2 separate regions of the Danio rerio genome follow, and region 2 is linked to region 1. The links are chromatin contacts, called in public Hi-C maps. All regions are on one chromosome and are shown on one strand. The core of a region is the stretch at or near the end of the contact, and the rest is flanking DNA. Distances in the headings are between cores, read along the strand shown.

Region 1 (7,281 bases), core at 1,398-3,897:
GTAGTTATTTCCTCCAGGCTGTGAAAACTTCGCTTTGCCTCTTGGCCAGAAAACCCGTTGTTCCAGCAATTTGGAGTCCAGCCTAAATAACTTCACCATGTAGGAAACACGATTTTTCTGTCTTCCGTTTCCCCTCTTTTCTGTTTCTGTACATGCTTTTAATGTGATGTTTGGATTGGATTTGAATCAGAATAGAGGTGATTAACCAGTATTACATAAAGGCGAACTGCAGAAACGGCTGGGAGGACTGGTTGAGCAGGTGAGTTCAGACTGAAATTCATCTGAACAGGTGCACAGAGACACTACAACACCAGCGAATATGAGAGTCAGTCCTCATTTTCCTTGCTAAACATTTATGCAAAGTCCAGCATGTTGCTGAGTGTGAAAACAAATACAGATTTAAACCCGGTGTTTGCATCTGAGCTTTTTGAGGAATAACCACAGCAGGTTTAATGCTAATCTGCCTTCAAATGTTTGTACTGTACAATGTATGTTTCCCTGCCGGTCTTTGTGTCTTTTACTGGCCAACTTAAATTACCCATAGTAACCGGTAAACAAAATACCTGTCAGTTGTTGTTGTTACTGTTCTACACTGCTGTAGAGCTTCAAGATCATTTTGTCATATTTTTAAACATGATTTCATATGTCATGTTCAAGTTGATTAGTGTGTTTGTCAGGTTAAATCAAATTCAATGTGTTTGTAGTACATTTTAGCATATATTAAAATAATATATTATGAAATTTACTACTAACAAAGCATGTTTTGCACTAAATACCCGAAAATATACACAAAAAGGTGTCATGTTTTCAGATGTTTTTATTTATTTCCAGGCAACACAAAGCCAATGACTTGAGATGTGTAAAGAAATCAGTTTATAAATCAGATTTTCTGTTCCACAGATGAAAACATTGCCATATTAGTTTGAGGAAAAAGCAAAAAGATGTAAATGACATCAATGTTATTTGAAATGTTCAAACAATGTTATCAGAGCTATATAGGAAAAAGGCTGTGTTTATATGAATGGTGAGGACCTGAAGTCAGGTTTAAAACAAACAAAAAACGAAACAAATAAATGTGAATTGTTAAATTAATTATTAAGGAACGATATAAAGAATTCAGATGCAAAGTCCTCCAAGTGCCATCTGGCATTTTCTTTTGAACTGGGGATAGTTAACTCAAAAAATGAAATCTACTCTCTAGTCTTCCTCAAGTGCTTTCAAATCTTTAAGTTTCTTTATTCAGTTGAACGCTAAAGACATTTTGAAGAAAGCTGAAAGAAAGCAGACTTCCTCAGAAAGAAAGACAAATACTATGGAAGTCTATGGTTACAGGTTTCCAGCGTCCATCAAAACACCATTCAACAGAAAAAAGAAAGACAAACAGGTTTTGAAGTGAAGGACAAGTTGGTGAAATTATGGCAATGAAAATACTGTATTTATCAGGATAAGGATTATTAGCACTACAAAGTGCCTTTGAGAGTTTTAGAGAGTTTTGTTTATTTAATTGATTAAACAATTAATTGTTACTCAATTCATATTTGTTGAATTTAATTTATAAAATTGCTTGTAATCTGTTACCTCAATTTTATTGAGTAGATAGAGGGTATTATTTATTACAGTGTGCACACTGTGTGCACATCAGATGTTTTAACCACCTCTAAAGAAAGGCAAAATGGGCATGGGGATGCCAATGAGTAAATAAGGGGGCATTTACCACATCATGACAGGGTGGAAAGCAATTTCAAGAACACATGCAAAATGATTAATAATATTATGAAAACAAAACATAAAAGTTATCAAAATGACATATCTGATCAAATAACTTGTTAGAAACAATAAGAAGATTTAAAAATCTTTTTAATTTGATCTAATTTACCTACTTTTTAGACTCACTGAAGTTGGCTGTTCAGTGTGGGACATGACAAAGTCACATCCATTTAATGAAAGAATATGGCAAAAATGGACAAAAACATATTTCAAAACACTTATAATTTTACCTGCATGTGTGTGAGTATGAAACTAGATCAGTCTCAAAAATAATACATTTATAAAATACAATTCATACATCCACAGCACAATTCACATTAACAAAATCCAGTTTGTCAGTTCAAAACACAATTCGTAAATACACAACTTTGTAAATGTGAATTGTGCTGTGGATATAGGCTATGAATTGTCTTTCTTTAATGTGTTATTTTTGAGACTGATCTAGTTCCATATGTAAAGGCTTAACCAATTATATTAAAACATCAGAATTTAATTATTTCACATTATGTTAATATGATTGATTCAATCTTTATGACTGATTTCTGCACTTTATGGTGATAATGACCCATAAAAGTAAAGATTACTGAACCGGAGCTTAAGAAAATGCTTATTTTGGAAGAAAATGTCAGATGGTAGAGGATTTTGCATCTTAACAATTGATAACCCACCTTTATACAATGTTGTAAACCTAAATAAATAAATAAATGCTATTAAAATGTTTGATTTTCGAAAAAATAATTTCCCAGTTCTGAGAACAGCTGGGGAAAATATGGCTATGGTCAATATTTATGTAAGAGGTGCTGTAAAGCCCACACTTTCCATTTGAAGTGGTTTCATTTTAGCGAATGCATTAAATAGAGAAATTGTAGGTAAATGTCGCGGTTAATGGGCCGAATGGCGTCAGAGAGTCGACAGGTGAGCTGCAGGTAAACTTGACCTCAGCTTGTTAAACCTGTGCCGCGGCTCGTGCCAGCCGTTCACATGTAAAACCGCATGATTCTGGTCTGTCCGCATAGCAAGCTGACAGCAAGATACAGTGGCTCAATTGAGAAATGCCACCGTTCGCTCGGTTTCACCTGAACCCTCCACAGGTGATGTCAGAGACCGGGACCCGAGTAACAGGATCGGGGACATTTCTCCTCTACTTAAACCTGACACATGGAGCGCTCGGCGGTGGATGCGTTTTCCAGAGGTAAGAGAAGGTCTACTGCTTTTTATCCTTTGGCTGTTATCGACTAGAGAGCGTTTATATAAGACAGTTATGTTAATCGTTAGCGCTTATGGTAGTGTTTGTTTGCTTTCCCTGTAAGTCTGTGCTGTGCTCCCCTACCAATTAATTCATTATCCAGAGGATTCACTTTTCCCAGCTCAATGATGCGTGCTCTGCGGGGTAATGATAGGCCCACAGAGCGGATACAGCGCTAAATGTGTGGTGGTTATTTGATCTTGCTGGGTTTGTGATATTGTATCTACAATGTGTGATTGAAAGAGTATTGATTTAAAACAACCACGTGATCTTTATGACAGTTAGTAGTTTAGTACACTACTGTCAGCTGGATATTTATATATTTTTTATTGAAACGTACTGCACTATATGGCACACACAATCAGTGTGCGAATTATATATATATATATATATATATATATATATATATATATATATATATATATATATATATATATATATATATATATACATATATATATATATATATATATATATATATATATATATATATACATATATATATATATATATATATACATATATATATATATATATATATATATATATATATATATATATATATATATATATATATATATATATATATATATTGATGGGGGGTTAAACTTATTCAGTAGTAGTTTCTTTTTTTAGGCTACATGCAGATATAAACACCAATTTTACAAGAAATGTGTTTTGTGAATACATATTACTTAGGCTACATGTTTTGATGTGCTTCAGCGGGATCAAGCATTAATTAAGGGGGTCAATCGACCCAACCCCCCTGTAATTCGCACCTTGCACACAATCACTATGAAAACCTCATGAGATCATAAAGATGACTTTGTGGTGAAAATGGAAACAATAACCGTCACCAAAAGTAACTTTGTTGCACTGTCAAGCAATTGCTGGTAAAGAGGTAAAGAGAACCTTTCAGAAGCGTTCAATTTCAATTCAAAACGATTTTGAATCCTTTAGCGAGTCGATTTTTTTTTTCTTGAAATAATTTGTTCTCTTATTCCTTTGACGGTAGATGACGACAAATGTGTGTTGTTTGATACTAAATCATTTGCTTACTGAAACGCCTTTTCATGCCTGAAATGCCACTCATGCAATTTCTTTATAATATTTTTCTCTGCTGTCCTTCCATTCACACTGACACCAATAACAGAAACAAAGATTTTTAAAAAGCTGCTCTGGTGGAAGTGAGTGTAGATTTACATTTTTTTTACAATATAGAAAACATTCTGTAGAGTGCCCTTTGAAAACATGTATGACTTATAGCACGGTGCTCAGCAAACCATTCAGCAGGATTTTACACTTCTTTTTTTATGCAGAAATGAATGAACCTCCCTTTAGAGATGATATAAGACATGTATTTTGTTAAAAAATATAATGAATAAAAACTTTTATTTCTGCATTTTTAAAATCATTTTAAAGAGATAGTTTAACCAAAACTGAATATACTCATTCATTTATTTACTTTTTTGTGTCACAAAAGAAGTTACTTTGAAGAACGCTGGAAACCAGTAACCATTCTCTTCCATAGTATTTTATTTTCTACTAATGAAGTCAACAGTTACAGGTTTTCAGCTTTCTTTAAAACATATTTATTAGTGTTTAATGGAAATTAGGTGACATGGTGGCATAATGAATAGCGCTCGCAGCAAGAAGGTCGCTGGTTTGAGTTCCAGCTGGGCCAGTTGACTTTTCACTGTGGAGTTTGCATGTTGACGTGGGTTTTCTCCAGGTGCTCTGGTTTCCCTCATAGTCCAAAGACATGTGCTGAAGGTGAATTGAATAAGTTAAATTGGCCGTAGTGTATGTGTGTTTGTCCTGGACCTTCAGATTTGGGGGTTGAGCGTTGGGCTAACAACCCACTACATATAAACTGGATGTTAAGAAACACCAACATTGCAGCTAAATATCCACTTTGATATAAATGGCCCTGCAGTGTTTAACAGAAGGAATAAACTCATAAAGGTTTGAAAGCACTTGAGGGTGAGTACATAGTGAGTAAATGTTCATTTTGATGTGAACTGTCCCAGAGATCAAATGTCTGTCTAGCACATAAACTTCTTTTAAGCACTGAACTGGAATGCAGTAAATTAGCTTGACCGACTTGAACTCTGTAAAGAAACAAATACTTGATCATATGAATTCCACCTACAAAAACATGCCATAAAGTGTTAAAAGTCACCACACCTTAAGCTGTAAACACACAGACAGAAAAGACTGGATTATCCTTTAATAAGATTTGAGTGCCTCCACATCTACTAGCGACTCCAGAAAGGTAGAGATTTGCTTTTGTTCGGTAGCTCCATTGTGTCACAATAGAGTCCGGAACAGTCCTCTGTGTAAAGACAACAAGCTTTGGCACCATGGCAAGGGTTTTGTTTCTCAACACAGAGATGTATTTTTGACATATCATTATAAAACACTCTCTCCCTTTCTCAGGTATCCCCTCATTTCCATCCTTTGTCAAAATGGCAGGCGTGTTTTCCTACGAGAGCTCTGAGGTGGACTGGTGTGAGGACAACTATAAACATTCGGAGAATGTTGTGGAATATTTCAACACGGTATGAGCATGTTAACACAAATCTTTTTACACTCCAGCACAGTTTCAATCCAGCAGCTATAATACCAGAGGAATCCCATTCAAGGCCATGCTAACTATGCTAATTGCTGCAGTCTCCATGTCATAATGCTAAAAGTGCCATGGTTTCATCCAGAAACTACACCCACATTAATGAGACTGACTCAGCAACGTTACACCTATCCATCTGCACAATAAGCACCAATTCAGCCCAATCAGGTTTTACTCATAGTCCTACCTCATTCAAAAAGCCAATACAAAATGGGCAGAAGTCAATATGGTTGCTATAATATCAAATGTTGTTGAGTGTTTGATTCACATTTTTTTTCACTTCAGATGAGCAGTTTCATCTTCTTTGTGATCTCACCTATAATGCTGTACCTGCTACACCCGTATGCCAAGGAAAGGAACCTGGCTGTGCATCTGGTCTGGATCATGATGGTGTTTGTAGGTAAGTGTGACAGTGGATCAAAGAAGGGCTGTGCTGTTAGTAATCCAGCAGGGGGCAGCATTGCTTAATATCCAGGTCTACTCTATGGGTCAGAAGGGGCAAGAAACAGTTCTTGTAAATGTATTTTATTCCTCTGTATATTTTATGTTTCTTTGAGCAAACAATAAGAACTATCATATTCATGTGTATGAGACACCAAATGACATTCTAGTGGATGATTTATGTTTTTAAAAATACCCAACGAGACATTTATTGGTAAAATAAAAAATAAAATAAACATTTGTGACACCTTCTAAGGCATCCACTAGACCGTCATTTGGTGTCACAATAGTTTATATACCAATAAATGTCTTGTTAGGTATATTCAGAAAAATAATCTAAATATAAAAATAATAATAATAGATAAATCAAAAAATAAAAAGTATAGCCAAGGTGTGATTGCAATGCCTTGGTTGGGGACTAGTTTGTCTAGGTTTGTTACAGGGTAAAGGTTTGATTCTGTACAGAGATACTCTATTTTGTAATTGTTTAAGAATCAATAAAACTGTTATTCACTAAGAATGTTTTTATTTATTTAAAATTTAGTATGATAATATATGCTTTATATATTTTAATAAATACATGTGAGAATAAGGGTTGTTTTACGAATGAAAGTTGAAAATAAATATAATTGTAATGTTGAATCTTGAAACATTATATCACCAATAATTTGACACATTTCCTGCATTAAATATATTTTCTATGTATGTTAATAATTCATCATGTTATATGAAATGCAGCTAAATAAATTGAACAATGTTTATATGAACAAAAAAAATGCTAAAAACCTTCAAATATATACTGACCACTTTTTAGGTACACCTTAGTAATACTGGTTTGGACCCCCTTTTGCCTTCAAACTGCATTAATCCTTCGTGGCATAGATTCAACAAGGTACTGGAAATATTCCTCAGAGATTTTAGACCATATTGACATGATAGCATCACGCAGTTGCTGCAGATTTGATGGCTGCACATCCATGATGCGAATCTCCCGTTCCACCACATCCCAAAGAAGCTCTATTGGATTAAGCTCAAGTGACTGTGGAGGCCATTTGAGTAGAGTGATCTCATTGTCATGTTCAAGAAACCAGTCTGAGATAATTCACGCTTTATGACATGGCATGTTATCCTGCTGGAAGTAGCCATCAGAAGATGAGTACACTGTGGTCATAAAGGGATGGTCATGGTCAGCAACAAT
Region 2 (7,281 bases), core at 2,461-4,960, 150 kb before region 1:
TTCTAAAGTGACATCTTCAATGAAAAAAGACCTTCACATTTATACAAAACAGTGTTTGTGTCTCAATGTCAATTTAGGCATCTGGTGTATTGAATATACTGCATCCGTCAATGTATTTATAAGTCATAATGTCAAGTTGATAGTACAGGCCCAGCCTATTGAAAGGGGTCATTCTTTTTTCTCAAAGCTGACTTTTTTGACCCAGTTGTTTGCTTCATTTTTAAAATGTCACTAAAATGCAGTATTTGAACATCATAATTAATGTTTAACATCATAATAATTCAATGATGTTCAAATACTGCATTTTAGTGACATTTTAAGCACTAATATTTGCTGGATTAGCTTTTTGGATGGTGATCATAACCACACTTTTTGATGCAAAAAATATTTTCTACATTTTTGTTAAAGTGCTTACCATACTAATTTACCACAAGGTGTTTATTTACAAATCTGCATTTACATTGTAAGTTATTGCAGTTTTATAAATTATGTATTGACATCAGAATTAAAATATATATATATATGAAAAAAGAAATATGAATTAGATATATAAAAAATGCTTATTTTTAAAATACAAATTTCTCATCATCCATCGTAAAAAAAAAAAAAAAACAATTAGCAATCTGTTCAAACTTGTTTTAAATTAAAAACTATAGCCTATAAACAAATAACAAACTGGCCAGCTCATTTCCTCAGTCAGAATTTATCCTTTTGAATAATTCAAAATTAAATTAGTCTTAAAGCCTTCTTCTATTGACTATTTTCACAATTTATGATTTATGAACTGTCAAAAACAGGACAAGTGAGCAGCCAAATTCTGAACTTTGTCAGTAGGGGGGTTGAGTCTTTTGAACACCCCAAACTCCCCCTGGCTACGGGCCTAGTAGATGATACATGTTCATTATTTTTAATTGAAAGGTTTGATTATTGGACTTAATCTGTGATTGAAACAATCAATCCACCACATATGAACATTCTGTAAAACAGGTTTGTAATGACACGAGTATACGAAAACATAATTTAAATGTTTTGCAATCTATAGTTTTAGTTTAAGAGAAATCACTGAAGTTCTGAATTTGTTTAAACTTCAAAAATGACATGCAAAAGCCATTCTATTCAACATCCTTTCCAAATTACACTAGCACACATTTTTGTAAAAGATAGATATTTCGTAGATTGATTGAATAGATAATTCAGCCATTCTTTTCTTTTTTAGTGTCCTTTGTTCCAATAGTGGAAGTCAATGGTAAACTAAAATCTTCACATATCTTGTGCTACGCTACACAGAGGAAGTTTAAAATGTATCAAGACAAAATATATCTAGGGATCCACATAAAAAGCCAAACACACAAGTGAGTTATATGTGGGTGAGTAAAAGATGAAAGAATTTTCATTTATGTGTAAACTTTCTCTTTAGTGCATTTACGCATAAGCATATAGGTTTTAAATATACCGGAAAACAGACTGTGTAAAAACAACTTCAACTTCCTTATATCCAGATTATGTATTTTGCATAAAACATACAAAACTATGGAGTTTTGTAAGTACATACCGAATATGTACAGTTACCAAATATTCAAGATGTTTGTCAACTAATCAGAATCAAACTTGTGCACAATCTGCTTTGACTATTCCTAAAGAAAGATTTTTCTTTCTTCTTTAAAACTGGTCTTAACTTTTTAAAGTCAGTTATGTGTTACCCTACACCACAAAACCAGTGTTATGTTACACGGTGATATATAGAATGGGTCAAAATAGATTTTTTGTTTAGGCCGAAAACCATTAGAGTAAACCAGGTAAAGATCATGTTCCAGAAAAGTTGAGATATTTTTGGAAAAGATTTTTAAAGTTTCTTACTGTAAATATGTCAAAATGTCTCAATTTTTGGTTTTGGTTAGTAATATACAGTTGAAGACAGAATTATTAGACCCCCGTTTATTTTTAAAGGAGATTTTTATTTTTTATTTTAAAAGAGAGCAGATTTGTTCAACACATTTCCAAAACACAATAGTTTTAATAACTCATTTCTAATAACTGATTTATTTTATCTTTGCCATGATGACAGTAAATAATATTTGACTAGAAATTTTTCACAACACATCTATACAGCCTAAAGTGACCTTTAAAGGCTTAACTAGGTTAATTAGGTTAACTAGGCAGGTTAGGGTAATTAGGCAAGTTATTGTATAATGATGGTTTGTTCTGTAGACAGTCTGAAAAAACTAATAATAATTAGGGGCTAATAATATTGACCTTAAAATGGTTCATAAAAAATTAAAAACTGCTTTTATTCTAGCCAAAATAAAACAAATAAGACTTTCTCCAGAAGAAAAAATATTATCAGACATGCTGTGAAAATTGCCTTGCTCTGTACATAATTTGGGAAATATTTAAATAAGAAGAAAAAAATCAAAGGGGGGCTAATAATTCTGACTTCAACTGTACATTGCTGAGCACTTTCTTTAGCAAACTTTTTCCTCAATATTGTGTTTTTTTTTTTAACACGCAGAGTTCAGATTTTCAAATTGTATTTTGGCGGACATCCTAACAAACCTTACATTAATTAAAGGTTTGTTTATTGAGCTTTTTGATAATGTTTAAATCTCAATAAATAACTTGTGGTCCAGGCTCACATTTAAGATCATAGATTTGCACAACTGATTAGTGCCTGGTGAACCTAACATAGTCTTAACATATAAGAATAATCCACTGGCCACAGTTTTGATCTCCTCACCTCCAGTTTCCAGGTATGCCGCACATATTCCCTGAGCATGTTGTCCCTCAGGTTATCGAAGACGCCTTTCCGGATTTCTGTTTCAGGCGATCTCAGACAGGGCTTCCTCAAGGTGCACACAAGGCCGTCGGGGTCTTTGCTGTAGTATTCACAGAGCTCCGCTGGTCCACAGTGAGGCTTCCCTCCTGCGATACAATACGTTCCGTTGAGCTGTTTCTCAATGGAGTAATGGTAGAAGTCCAGGTTCCAGATCATAGACAGCACATAGCCACCCAGACTGCGCAGGCACTGTCGCAGGAGGAACAGGCCGTCTCCCATACCAGCCAGCTTGAGGTGCTCCTCGGCCTCCGAGCGACTGATGCTGCCATAGAAGAATGGGAGATCGGCGGCAGGTTCGGTCATGATGGAGGTCCCGAGGGGTCCAAGACTCGAACTAGATCACGAGCTGTGGAAATGGAGATGCTTTCAGGCAGAGAGACAGATTGAAGCGGCTGATAACGTCAACAAAATGGGGCAAACTGTTGTGAGCATGTGTTTTTGCTGATGTGGGAAGTGGGAGGATGTCGCCCATCTCAAAGCACATCTCCTTTTTTCACTGTTTGCCTGCTTTTATCAATTACATTTGGAATTGAATGTAGCTTTGGGCCTAGCATATTAACATTTGGCCTTATGTGATTCGAAGAAATGGTATGTATATGTATGTAGAGTAAATATGTAGCCTAAAGGTTGGTGTAGTTGATGTTTTAGTGTTGCTTTTTTGCAACTGGCAAAGTCTCGCATTCGGATTGAATCACCACAACAGGAAGCTCAGACGTATCCTTCTCCGCCCCCGCCATGCAGCTCTTATATGAAAACCCTCCACCCTGCGCAGGTGCTGATGCTTCAAGAATGTTCCTAAGACTGTCAACAGACACATGCTTTGTTGAAATGCACATGTGGGACCGAAGCTGTTTAAAAACGCTGTAGATATCAAAAAGGCCCAAAGATGCAACTGAGGGACCATAAAATTAGTCCCTACACTTTAGAAAATGCTTTCTTGTTTCAACCCAAATTTAGATAAATGTGGATAAACTTTAAAGTTGGGTTAAAATTTTAAAACACTTTAGTTAAAGTATACCAATTCTCACTATTAACCACTGGATATTGGCTGACAGTTTGGATTTATATTGTAGGATGTAATTCTACATCCCTAATCCCCACCTAAACCCAACTAATACCTTAATAACTATTAATAAGCAGCAAACTAGTAGCTAAAAGTCTTAGTTAATGGTTTGTTAATTAAAAAAATGTACCTTAACATAAAGTGTGACCAAAATTTCATTCAAGAGTTTTTTTTTTGTCCATATTTAACCCAAATTTGACTTAAAACAGTGTCATTTTTGAATGCATATAACAACTTCTTTATGTCGTGATGAACATTTTCCAGTGACTGAATGCTAAGGCTGTGTTGAGAGTAGGAGGTCAATGATGAAACATTTAAGCATCTTGTTTTTACCTCACAGTGAAAGTTTTACCAAAAAACAGATGGCGAAAAAAAACCCTACTGCTTTTCTGGAATTTTAGATTCCATCGTTTTTATGCAAATGATCTGACAATGTCTTGCAGGCCGAGCAGCACATGCATCACAATGAATAAGAACAAGTGGAGGACCCTAGATAGAGAGCTTTGATTTAAACCACAGTTTCCTGGACACAGAGGGACGTCACACATAAAGGGACGTCAACTGTTGAATATACAGCACAAAGCAAGACCCTGCCACAGCCACACACACACACCCTGACTTTAACCACCACAGGCCACAGCAAAGACACTGGAGGACAGTTCTCTGTTTGAAGGAAGACATGAGACTCATGAGACAATCTGATACTTTTACAATTTCCTTGTGGAAATTTTACTATTATTTACTTTATTTATGGATAAAACACAATGTACAATTTATGATCTGAAGAAAAAAAAAATAGATGTTATAAATTAAATAAAAGACCAAATTTTAACATTTACGCATTAATATGTGTGTGTGGCTACGATTATCATAACTTATAAATTACAAATGTACGGTGGCCGAGGGAGCTCAATCTGCTGCACTTTAAGAAAACGCATGCAATTGCAAAAAAGCAATAGCAAAGGTCTTCATCCTTTTGACAGCACATGTGCTGCAAATCCTCACAACACAAACACATAAAAATGCCTGCATCTTCTCACAACACTTGCAAATAGAACAGAACACAACGGAAATGTTTCAAGGGACCATTTCCGTCACTATTGCTCAGTGAAATTGTGGGTGATCTTTGAAAGGTGAGTTTTTAAAAAATTTTATTTTAACATTCTTATTCCTAGTCTTTTGTATTTTATCAGCCTAAACAACTATTACCTAAATAACTGGGTTCATCACATTTTAGGGTCCCCATAAAACATTTCCATTGTGTTCCATTCTATTTGCATGTGTTGTGAAAAATGCAGGCGTTTTTGTTATTTGCTTGCGTTGTGAGGATTTGCAACACGTGCTATTCAACCGATGAAGAATGTTTCTTAATTTTCTGGTGTTTTTTGCAATTGCTCATGTTTTTTAAATAAGACATGAGTTAGCCAAAAACAATTTTATTTAATTAATTTCTAATTAGAATTGTTAAGTATTCTACACACATTTTATTAAAGTACATACATTTGTTGTGTGTGTGTGTGTGTATATATATATATATATATATATATATATATATATATATATATATATATATATATATATATATATATATATTGTATATATACAGTGCTCAGTATATATAAGTATACCCCTCACAAATCATTCATTCATTCATTTTCTTTTCGGTTTAGTCCCTGAACGAACCACCAACGTATCCAGTATATGGTTTTACGCAGTAGATGCCCTTCCAGCTGCAACCCATCACTGGAGAACACCCATACACTTTCATTCACACACATACATTACAGCCAATTTAGCTCACCCAATTCACCTGTACCGCATGTCTTTAGACTTGTGGGGTAAACTGGAGCACCTGGAGAAAACCCACTCAATTGCAGGGAGAACATGCAAACACAGAAATGCCAACTGACCCAGCTGAGGCTCAAACCAGCGACCTTCTTGCTGTGAGGCGACAGCTACCTACTGCGCCACTGCATCGCCCCCTCACAAATCACTTTTTTTAAATTCATATTTTTAATAGGAAGCTATACAATATTATATTTGTGCATCTACATTAGATTAGTGAGTACTGAAGCCAAATCTGGAGCTTATCTAACAAAATAACTTACGATAACCGTCTAAAAACTAGTATACCCAAAATTATATGTTATAGAAAAATATTAAATACAAAAAAAGGAAAAATCAAGAGAAGCAAAAAAAAAAAAAATTATATATATATATTTTTTTTTAATTTAGTTGAAATTGTGTAGGTTGTAATTTCTTTTGCAAATTTTGCTTGAATTTAATTTGATTATTTTTCAATTTCTAAATATGTTTCGTGACTGAAAGATAATTTTATTATATCTGTTTAATAAATCTGTTTTGTTTAGACGCACCAAATTTCATTGTCTATATACACTGAGAATGGATAAAAATATTTCAAAATAGAGTGTACTCGGTAGTGCTGAGCACTGTACATATATATATATATATATATATATATATATATATATATATATATATATATATATATATATAAAATTTTCTAGAGTTATATTGTTTTTATTAATACAACTGAGATGGGAAATGTGTGGGCAGGATTTAGGCCTACCAGTCAGATTTTGTATTTTCACTATCAGAAACATATATTTGAGGTATTATCAATGTTCAGTGGAAAACGCAATGAAAAAAAAACATTTGTTTGTCTAAACATTATTTTCCGGTCTGAAAGACTGTTGTCGATATTGCGGCAGAGTCTCATCAAACCATCGCTTCCGTAATAGGGCTAATTTTGCATTGCGAAGAAAATGTCTCACTAATACGCTCAGAAGTATCAACCATTTGAGATGAGTGTTTGCTGTCTATTGAATCTATAAAGGGAGCTTTGAAACTGAGCGTCTTTGAAAACTGTTCAAGCCCTAAATAAGATCAAGCTATTGAGGCGTACATTCGTTTTAAGGGTGTTTAGAAGAACATGAAGATTTTGAAGACCGATTTAAAGCTTTGAAAGCTAATTGGTACAGATCGCTAAAAAGATTTTATTGGTATTACAAATTGTCCATGTTCAGAACACAGCAATCTGAACTACGTTGCTTAATGACGCCTAAAATATTCACACTGTTTATGTCCATTAACCCAAACTCAACTGCCTTGAATGGAAACTAACTTTGTTCAAACAGGCAAAGTAGCCTACAATGGAAACCAAAACCTTCCTTTTTCCTATGCGTAAAAGGCCATTTGACCCCTGCCCTTTTCAAGACTGCTCACTTTGTTTTTTTATTACCACAATTCTTGTCCAACTTTGCAGGATTTTGTGCCCATATTTAGAGGGCCTCAAAGGAACACTGAAATATCACGGGCATTTGGGCAGTGAAACAGTCTGAATTATTGCCACTAAACTCAGAGT

The links. A called contact is a pair of places that touch in the nucleus more often than the background predicts.
Region 2: a contact with region 1 is called in a Hi-C map of an unstated tissue, with 2.1 times the contacts expected there. The contact joins the enhancer-like site here to the promoter of acer1 in region 1. A contact is called at or near these places in 4 of 18 Hi-C or Micro-C datasets (caudal fin, embryo, hematopoietic stem cells and 1 more).

Annotation. Positions count from the first base shown.
Region 1 is chr8:22,110,989-22,118,269 of GRCz12tu, reverse strand. acer1 (alkaline ceramidase 1) reads left to right here and starts at 2,647. Exons shown (of 7, transcript NM_001017603.2): 1 at 2,647-2,959; 2 at 5,453-5,574; 3 at 5,928-6,042. The coding sequence starts at 5,482.
Region 2 is chr8:22,264,285-22,271,565 of GRCz12tu, reverse strand. zap70 (zeta chain of T cell receptor associated protein kinase 70) reads right to left here. Exons shown (of 13, transcript NM_001020589.1): 2 at 2,735-3,179. The coding sequence starts at 3,136. Among named protein-coding and RNA genes, the nearest start is that of zap70, 4.7 kb to the right of the region's middle. Within about 2 kb of position 3,710, at least 4 of the 62 cell types and tissues checked have an H3K27ac peak or open chromatin away from gene starts, as enhancers often do.